2 separate regions of the Mus musculus genome follow, and region 2 is linked to region 1. The links are chromatin contacts, called in public Hi-C maps. All regions are on one chromosome and are shown on one strand. The core of a region is the stretch at or near the end of the contact, and the rest is flanking DNA. Distances in the headings are between cores, read along the strand shown. Region 1 holds the start of Bag2 (BCL2-associated athanogene 2). Region 2 overlaps Zfp451 (zinc finger protein 451).

The links. Hi-C and Micro-C count contacts between places; a contact is called where the count stands out from the background.
Region 2: a Hi-C map of the C2C12 cell line shows a contact between it and region 1, with 2.0 times the contacts expected there. The contact joins the enhancer-like site here to the promoter of Bag2 in region 1. A contact is called at or near these places in 19 of 39 promoter capture datasets (the 3T3-L1 cell line, 3T3-L1-derived adipocytes, the C10 cell line and 12 more), 1 of 15 datasets of contacts at CTCF or cohesin (CD8 T cells), 28 of 484 Hi-C or Micro-C datasets (3T3-L1-derived adipocytes, the 63-12 cell line, the AML12 cell line and 20 more), 6 of 115 datasets of contacts at active chromatin or transcription factors (the 230-238 cell line, CD8 T cells, the SCID.adh cell line and 1 more) and 4 of 9 other capture datasets (adipose tissue, embryonic stem cells, liver and 1 more).

The regions. Positions count from the first base shown.
Region 1 is chr1:33,755,457-33,759,586 of GRCm38.p6, forward strand. It overlaps Bag2 (BCL2-associated athanogene 2), which reads right to left and starts at 2,294. Exons shown (of 3, transcript NM_145392.2): 1 at 2,123-2,294. The coding sequence starts at 2,235.
Region 2 is chr1:33,790,948-33,795,077 of GRCm38.p6, forward strand. The region is part of intron 3 of Zfp451 (zinc finger protein 451); the gene reads right to left. Among named protein-coding and RNA genes, the nearest start is that of Zfp451, 22 kb to the right of the region's middle. Within about 2 kb of position 1,729, at least 18 of the 459 cell types and tissues checked have an H3K27ac peak or open chromatin away from gene starts, as enhancers often do. A contact at or near this core is called in the C2C12 cell line, embryonic fibroblasts and muscle stem cells, where this site is marked.

The sequences.
Region 1 (4,130 bases), core at 1,044-3,543:
TTCCTAGGCGAAGTCCACTGCTCTGGACTGAGACACACTGTATATATCTGAGCTTCAAGTTCTCATCTGTACAATACAGATAACGGTAACTCCCACAGAGACACGCGGCCTAGCCTACAGACTAATGCTAACGTGGATTATTTACAACCACTGAAAAGTACAGTATTTAGCCTCAGCATGTGCAGAGTCCCCATAGAACTGGTCATGAAAATCAGGAAAGGACAGGATTATCTTTTTAGAGAAAGCACCACAGGAAAGGAGATGTAGTAAAAAAAAAATTTTTTTTAATGTAAGGATATTTTAATGTAAAAATGTTTTTAATTGTAATATTATAAGCCATTAAAAACCAATGGCACCCTTTACCAGCTTGTAAAACTGGGCTAAACATTTAAAAGCATTTTCAATGCCCGGAAGATCAGTGCATCCTGCAGGACAGAAAGCCTTGGGTGTGGTTTCAGTCTTACAAGGGAGCAGGCTTTTGCTGTTCACAGAACCCATTCACCTGAATGGAAGATGCGCACTGGCGACAATCCAGTGATTTCCGGTAGTACCCCGTCCACTGTTGTCCTCAGACGTGTACACTAAGAAAGCTAGGGGGAAGTCACAGGAGCATCGTCCCCATTTTTAAAAAGTCTAATTTTGAATACTGTCATGCTCTGTGGCACTGTCCAGATGGCTTCTAAAAAGGGCCCCTAAGCCTTACCAGGCAGCATCTCTTTCTATTTCTTTGCCCCTTCTGACACACTTACTTCTAAGTGCTCATTACATTTTTAAGGGAGAAACAAGACTTACAGAACTCTGCAGTTACTGGTAAAGGCCTTGAACCATTAAACACAGAAATAAAACCCCTTCAGCGCAACTGTTAATAAGTAACGTAATTTAATCGCTTATGTTTGGTAGTCAGGATTCCTTTGATAGTAATCAGACACTAGAATGTCTATGCAAACTCCAGACTTTCAAGAGGCCCCCAGGAGAAGAGCAAGGACTCGGCACACAGGCTTGATTAAGTAAAGGTTCAGAACAATGACTCAGCTTGAAGAGTCACAACTTCCTGAACCCTTTCAAGAAAAAAAATCGGAGCAGTTGGGAATATACTGTCAAAGGTTAGAGCCTACCTCGCACAAGGAAACATTCTCGCCCCCTTTCACAGCGCAGGTCCCTTTGTCTCCCGGAGTTGGGGGATATAGGGTTCAGGTTTCTTTTGTGGCTACTCCACAGTCAGTGAAAGTTTTCTCACCTTCTGGCTCTTTTCTCCTAATAGTAACAGTAATGAGCGCCTCCCGTGTAACGAACACTGCTTGCATTTTTTTTTTCCTGTGCAGACACACTTCCCTGTGTTTGGTGGCTGCGTGGAGGGAGATTCATCTCCCTCTTATAATTTTGGGTCATAGTGTTCTGCTTACGCAGAACCCGGAGAAAACTAGGGAACAACGTGTGTGTCAGGGCATCTTGATAAGATTTTCATGGAACACCTGCACATGATCAAAACTTGCACAACTTTGAAGACATTAACATTTCCACCAGATACATAAGGCTCACGTGGTTAAAGCCAACCAAGTGTTCACAGCATTCGTTAGTAGTATTCATGAGTTAGAAATTTTACGACAAGGCTGTCCCCGTGTCAGAATCTTAGGGAGAGTGTGACTCCTGCCTTTGGTGTTTTCGGGCCTGCGATTGGCACTTCCAAGGTGTCAGCCGTGTCTTCTAAATGTACAACAAACACGGACAGACTGCAGAGGGCATTGCACGTGGTTGAGAGAATGAAGGATGGTATCCAACTTCGGTGTACCTCGCGCGGTCTCTCATGAGTCCGATTCTCGATGATCCCCAGGAGGGGCCGTCCTGGATACTACCACCCCCCCCTCCCTTACACTTGTATTACTATGAAGTGATCTGGGGCAAAGAAACTTACTCCAGTGTGGGGTGAGGGGGGGGGGGGCACACCAACCTGCTGCCTCCCTCCTGGAAGCAGAAAAGTTAAAGGCAGAGGGGGACCGCGCAGAAGATTCTGGAAGTTCTGCAAGCCGCACTCGCTCGCCAGTCTGCCGGGCCGGGGGAGGGGAGCCCAACCGGAGCGCGCCCCCGCCCGCGCTCGCCCCTGTGCGCGCCCCGCGGCCCTCACCTGAGCTCCAGCTGGTCCAGACTCTCCAGCAGGCGGCTGGAGCGGTCGGCCATGGAAGACGAGCGGCAGAAGCGGCCCTCGTGGGCCTTGGCGCTGATCTTCGCCTGGGCCATGAGCTCCGGGGGTCCTCGGCGTCCGCGGGCAGCAGTGGCGCGAGCCGCACGTCGCCGTCACCACGGGCGCCGCTGACGCGGACGGCACCGCCCCCACCTCCCCGGCTCTCCACCCCCGAGGCCGTGCGGCCAAACAAGGGCAGGCGCGGTCGCAGCCGCGGGCACGCCAGGGTGGGGGACCCTGCCCCGGCGCCCAGGGCCTCGGCCGGTCCTCCCAGCACCCACGGTTCACAGCAAGGACGAAGTGGGTGCAGCCCGTGAGAAGAGGAGACAATCCAGTGCACCCTAGGGCAGTCTCTACTTGTTCGACCTGTCCGGTGACCAGGCAGGCTCGGGAGAGGACAGGGAAAGCCTAGACCACAGGCTCCAAATAAGGAGAAGCCAAGTGGATCCGTGTTGTCTCCCCTTTCCAATGAAAGGATTATTACTATCACACATAACTTGTTTAAACCCTCTGCGAATGATATTCAGTAGGCTTAGATGTCAGAAGCTGCAGAGGTCAGTAGGTCTGAAATACGAAGCCGCATCTTAAAGTTGTGTTTTGTCCTCTCAGTGTACAGGGTACAGAAAATGGGAAACAAAGTACATTTACATCCTTTACCCAGAACTCAAAGCCATTAGATTACTGAACAGAGACAAGCCCCTTAAGTACAGTTTCTAATCCTGTCCCCACCACACCCCGAACACATCTTAATACTAATAAACGGTGGATTATCTTGGCTTCATTAAACACTGTCATCTCACGATACAACCGTGAAATCTGAACATTTTGTGGACATCTTGAAAGTCTGAACTTGGGCAGGTCTCAGGTCTAATGCTCCTCTGGAGGCTGACAAGTTGTGTAACGTGGGCCAGGGTGGATTCAAGGCTAGGCTGGGTAGCTTCAGCAAGTGTCAAAGGAAAAATAAAAGTGGCCGCAGACATAGCTCTGTTAGGTTGGCAACGAGGCCAGGCAGATGTGGTGGTTTGAATGAGATGCCATCTGTGCTCTCTAGCACTTGAACACTGGGGAGGCCTGGGTGTGGCCTTGCTGAAGGAAGTGTATCACTCCCCGTGGGCAGGTTTCAGAAGACCAAGCTATTCCCAGTGTCTCTCTGCCTCTGCTTGGGTTTGAGATCTGAGTGCTCAGGACATGTCTCTGCAGCCATCATAGACTCAGACCCTCTGTATCTAAGTCCAATTAAATGCTTTCTTTTACAAGTTGTCTTGGTGGAGGTGTTTTATCACAGCAGTAGGAAAGTAACTAAAATGGCAGGGATCTTCATATGTTTGTTTAAATGTCTCCACACGTTGAACACGCACAGAGGCATCTCCAGTCTAAGTTACTACGGATATGCTCCTGTCTAATGACACGCCTATGCTCTTTTCCTTATATAAATTATGACTTTAAACTGAGCATGCTTTGGAATAGGCATGTTCCTTCATGAATATGTACAGGATTCCTGAAAGAAAAAAAAAAAAAATCCCTCAGTGCTACCTGAGCTTGTGGAGAGCTTTGCTTTGGTAATGGCTCTGGAACTCTTCCTGCCTGGTGCAGGTTGCAAATCTTTGTCTTTTGCATCCTGGCGGTGCCTAGTTTGGCTTCACAATCAGCAAAACAGGTAATCTTTAGTCACCTAGCCTAGAATCACCCTGGGCTCTTTCACTCTTGTATCCTAGATACAATCCATGAATAGGTACCAGTTCTACCTTCAGAATCCTCCTTGATCCCACCGACTCGTCCTTACCTGGATGACTGCAGAGCCCCGTGTGCTCTCTCACATGTGTCTTAAAGAGCCTCTCCCATCAACACAGCATTCAAGCACAGTAGGCTGTACCATAAGCTCTCCCAAACCTCCAGTGGCTCATCAGGGTAAACAAGGCAGCATCTCTCAAAGTCAGGGGCCATCTTGTAA
Region 2 (4,130 bases), core at 479-2,978, 35 kb after region 1:
GTGAGAAGCTTATCCAAGATCATGCTTTAGATACATACCAACCTGGGCGATACAGGAGGTATATGAAAAAACTAAGAATTAAGATAAGCGACTTACAGATAGAAGGCTGGCTTACTGGCTCATCTTGAGAAAATATTTTCAGTTTTGAGACCAAGTACCATTGTCATTTTAAAGCAAAACCTATTTGGCCAACACCAATTAGTATTATTTTTGTTTACTTAAATGTGTCTTTCTAGTATATGTTTTGTTTTAAAAGAGACTAGTTCCTATTATGATCTTCTTGTTAAAGTCTCCAACTCCTAGCTCCAGTGTAAAAGCATTTTATTCACGTGGACTAACTGTTGTCTCTGAGGCTTACTGCATGTCTGCTAACCCAGACCTAGTCCTAGAAGCTTCTATCCTCCATATAATCTTAGCTAGGCCTAGAATGTTTTTAGCCTTGACACTTACTCCTGAATAAGCTCATCCTTTCTTGTTCTTTCTGAACTCTGGCTGATTCAACTCAGCTATTCTGGCTCAAAATGCCTCTTCCATGCTGATTCAATCTGACTTCTCTCAGCCTCTCTTGAATTGTTCTGCTTTGCCACAGACTAACCCTGACACTATGTTCTAAATCTTCTGGGTCATTCTCCTTCTCCAGCTCCTTCTCCCGTCACCTGTGTCTAGGCTTGTTCTCTCTTCTCTGCCACCTGTCTCTGTACCACTGTCCCAGTAAAACTGCCTCTTTCCCTCCTGTTCTCCTAAGTAGCCTTCCCTTCCTCCCTCTTCTCGTGAGAGCTGGGTATGGCCTGTTCTGGTGCACCCCTCTGATTTGTCACTTTGTCTGTAGTGACACCTGACACACAGGAGATTGGGAAGATTCCCTGAAGCAAAAGCATCACCAATCAAAGCCTTCATCACTACCATTCTAAAGCTCCAAGGTCTGTTTGCAACCCCAAAGTTCTGGGGACAAGAAGCCCCTTTTTGCCCAATTTGTGATTTAAGCCTCATCCCAAAGAAACAGTTTGAAAGGCAGCAAGTTAGCCGGGCGTGGTGGCGCACGCCTTTAATCCCAGCACTCGGGAGGCAGAGGCAGTCGGATTTCTGAGTTCGAGGCCAGCCTGGTCTACAGAACGAGTGCCAGGACAGCCAGGGCTACACAGAGAAACCCTGTCTCAAAAAACCAAAAAAAAAAAGAAAGGCAGCAAGTTTTCTCAAGAATTTTATATCAAATACAGATAAAGCAGGAGATAAACACAATGCAGTACAATATAGAGTCACGATCCCCAGCAATAATTCTGAAACCAAGAAACCCTCTTTTTACAAAGCCATCTCCCTCACACTCGAGTTGTTCACAAATACAAAGTACACAGATTATCTGCTTTATATAAACAACATCAAAAACAAACATGCAGATATACCTCATTCTGTTCTGCATACCACTAAGGAAGCCGGTACCACCAAACCTGTTAAATAAGATCCTATCTGTGGCGTCTTTTGAGCAAAACTGTTAGTATCTATAATTTTTCTAATGACAGACCCTCTTAGCACAGGAAACACGTATGTATGTTCAGTTTATACAACTTTGGGATTTAAGAAGGAATTTCTAACTATCTTTGAATACGTAAAACTGATAAAGGAGAGTTACTTCTCAACCCTGAGTGCCACTGAGATGACTCTAACAGAGACAAGGAGGGGTGGGGAGAAAGCAAGCCAGGAAGAAAAGACAGGGAAAAGAGTATGCAGGACTAGGCACAGTGACTCATGCCAGTGACTCCCACACTCAGGAGGCTGAAGCAGAAGGACCACTGCCTGGGCTATAGAGTGGACCCTGTCTCAAAAAGGTAAAGGCTTGGAATGTATGAACTGGTAAGCTGCTTACCTGCTTATCTGCTTATCTACCATGAACAAAGCCCAGGTTTGAGCCCCAGCACAGCATAAACCAAGCATGATGGCTCATTCTGTTACCCTAGCACTCAAGTGGAAGTAGGAGAATTAAAAAAAAAAAATCTAGATCCTCAGCTATACAGTGTGTTCAAAGCCAGCATGGGCTACACGAGATCCTATATCAGGGAAAAGTAGTAATAAAAAGAAAAAAAGTGGTTGGGGTTACCAAAATTACCACGAGCACCAGGTTTACAGTTCCTATACACACACATGTCAATTACAACAGTCTTACAAATGTTCATTTTCTCCAAGTCTACCTGGAAACTTCCTAAGTCAACACTAAGAGATATCAGCCACATGTAGCTGCTCTGAGGAAGGGACCCTGTGCAGCAGTAGCCACAATGGACAACCATATTGTTTGTCTCCAGTGCTTTCGCTCCAATAGTCCTAAATTCTCTCTCACGATTTATGCTGCCCTAGACCGGAAAGGCAATGCCAAGATATTTCTTTGAGCTTAAAATATTTTAGATATCTGCCGCAGACAGAGTATAAAACAATTTCTGGATTACTTCCAAAACCTCCATTGAAACACTACTTTGAGTCATAAGAACCAAAACATTTTCATGTATAACTTACCATTTCTGCAGTTTAACTTTCTCCATTTCTGTCCCCTAACAGCTGTTCTTAACCATTCTGAAGCCAGGCACATTCAAGGCCATCTCACCCATGCAGGAGTCAGCTCTTCCCCCTAAAGGAATGGCTGTTTCTCCAGCAGACCAACTACACTGACATCCGGAAAGCTCAGGTGAGATGGTTGGTAGAAAAGCTGACTCTCCAGCTGGCCTTCTCATCCAACATCACCACAAGTTTTCCTCCGAATTTAGTAGTTTCTACAGTGTACTGGCATTTGCCTCGATCAAGAGAATACCTGGTTCTCTCCTGGTTTTAGTTCTGAGACAGGGTCCCAGGGGAGATCATAACCAGCCCTCAGTAAACCCATACCTTTCTTGGCCCTTGCCTGCACACAGTGGGTACTGAAGGCTGAGTACCGGTGGGCTGCCCATTCCCAATGGACGACTTCATACAATGGGAAATGTTTGTAAAGAGCCATTAAGTTGGCCCGGGTGGGGTGGGGTGGGGGTAGGCTCAGAATAGCAGGAGGGTGAATAGGATCAAGATGCATGGCATGCATGTAACACATCTTTAAAGAAAAGTATGCATCTGTTTATATCCAATATCATCCTATTCATAGAAAATCTCAGAATGCGGAACGTCAAAATTAGTTATAAAATTAAATCTGCAGTGGGCTTTATTGTTTTTCATAGTATTCCAGTCATTACTTTATACTTAGCTGTCCTGGAAGTCACTATTTGGACCAGCCTGTGTCTGCCTCCCAGTGCTGGCATGTAAAGGTATGTGTCACCATACCCAGTTAGTACCTTAAAGTAGGGAAACTGAGGCTGAGACAGTAGATGACTTGCTAACAGTGAGGTCAACGCCTTTAGCCTCTTAAAAAAAAAAAAAAAAATCAATCCCCTGCACCATTCTACCTTTGTTTCACTAAACAAAAATGGTACAAAAAAAGCAGGCAGTAAGAATCATGACCAGAACGACCAGCTATGGGAGTGGACTGCGAGTGCCCTGTTGAACAGAAGGCGTGAGCACTCTAAGACCAGCCTTAGTCCAGAACAAGGACACCTCAACAGAAGAGTGAGGAAGATGTGGCTCATCTGACAAGGACCAAGTACCAAGAGTGCATGTACAGCCATGACAGAAAAAGATTTGTCTACAGAGATATGGCAGCACGTGACCTGAGCCTGGGGGAGTCTACATCAAGATGTGGGTAAAGAATGCTCAGCACACACAGGATACATTCTCTCCTAGCCTTTCTTCCCAGACAGGAAGCTGACAAACTCAATGCAATCAAGATCAAGGTGATCCAGCCATTCACAACACACAGAGCTAGCTCATGTCATTAAAGAAATATTAAGGGGCTGGAGAGATGGCTCAGTGGTTAAGAATACTGACTGTTCTTCCAGAGGTCCTGAGTTCAATTCCCAGCAACCACATGTGACTCATAACTATCTATAATGGGATCAAATACCCTCTACAGTCAGGTTTGTCTGAAGAGAGTGACAGTGTACTCATATTCATAAAAATAAATAAATCTTTAAAAAAAGAAAAATATCAACACACACAAACACACACAGAGACAATTCTATGCTAAGAATCTGGATGAGGCTATTTACATATTAACTGTATTT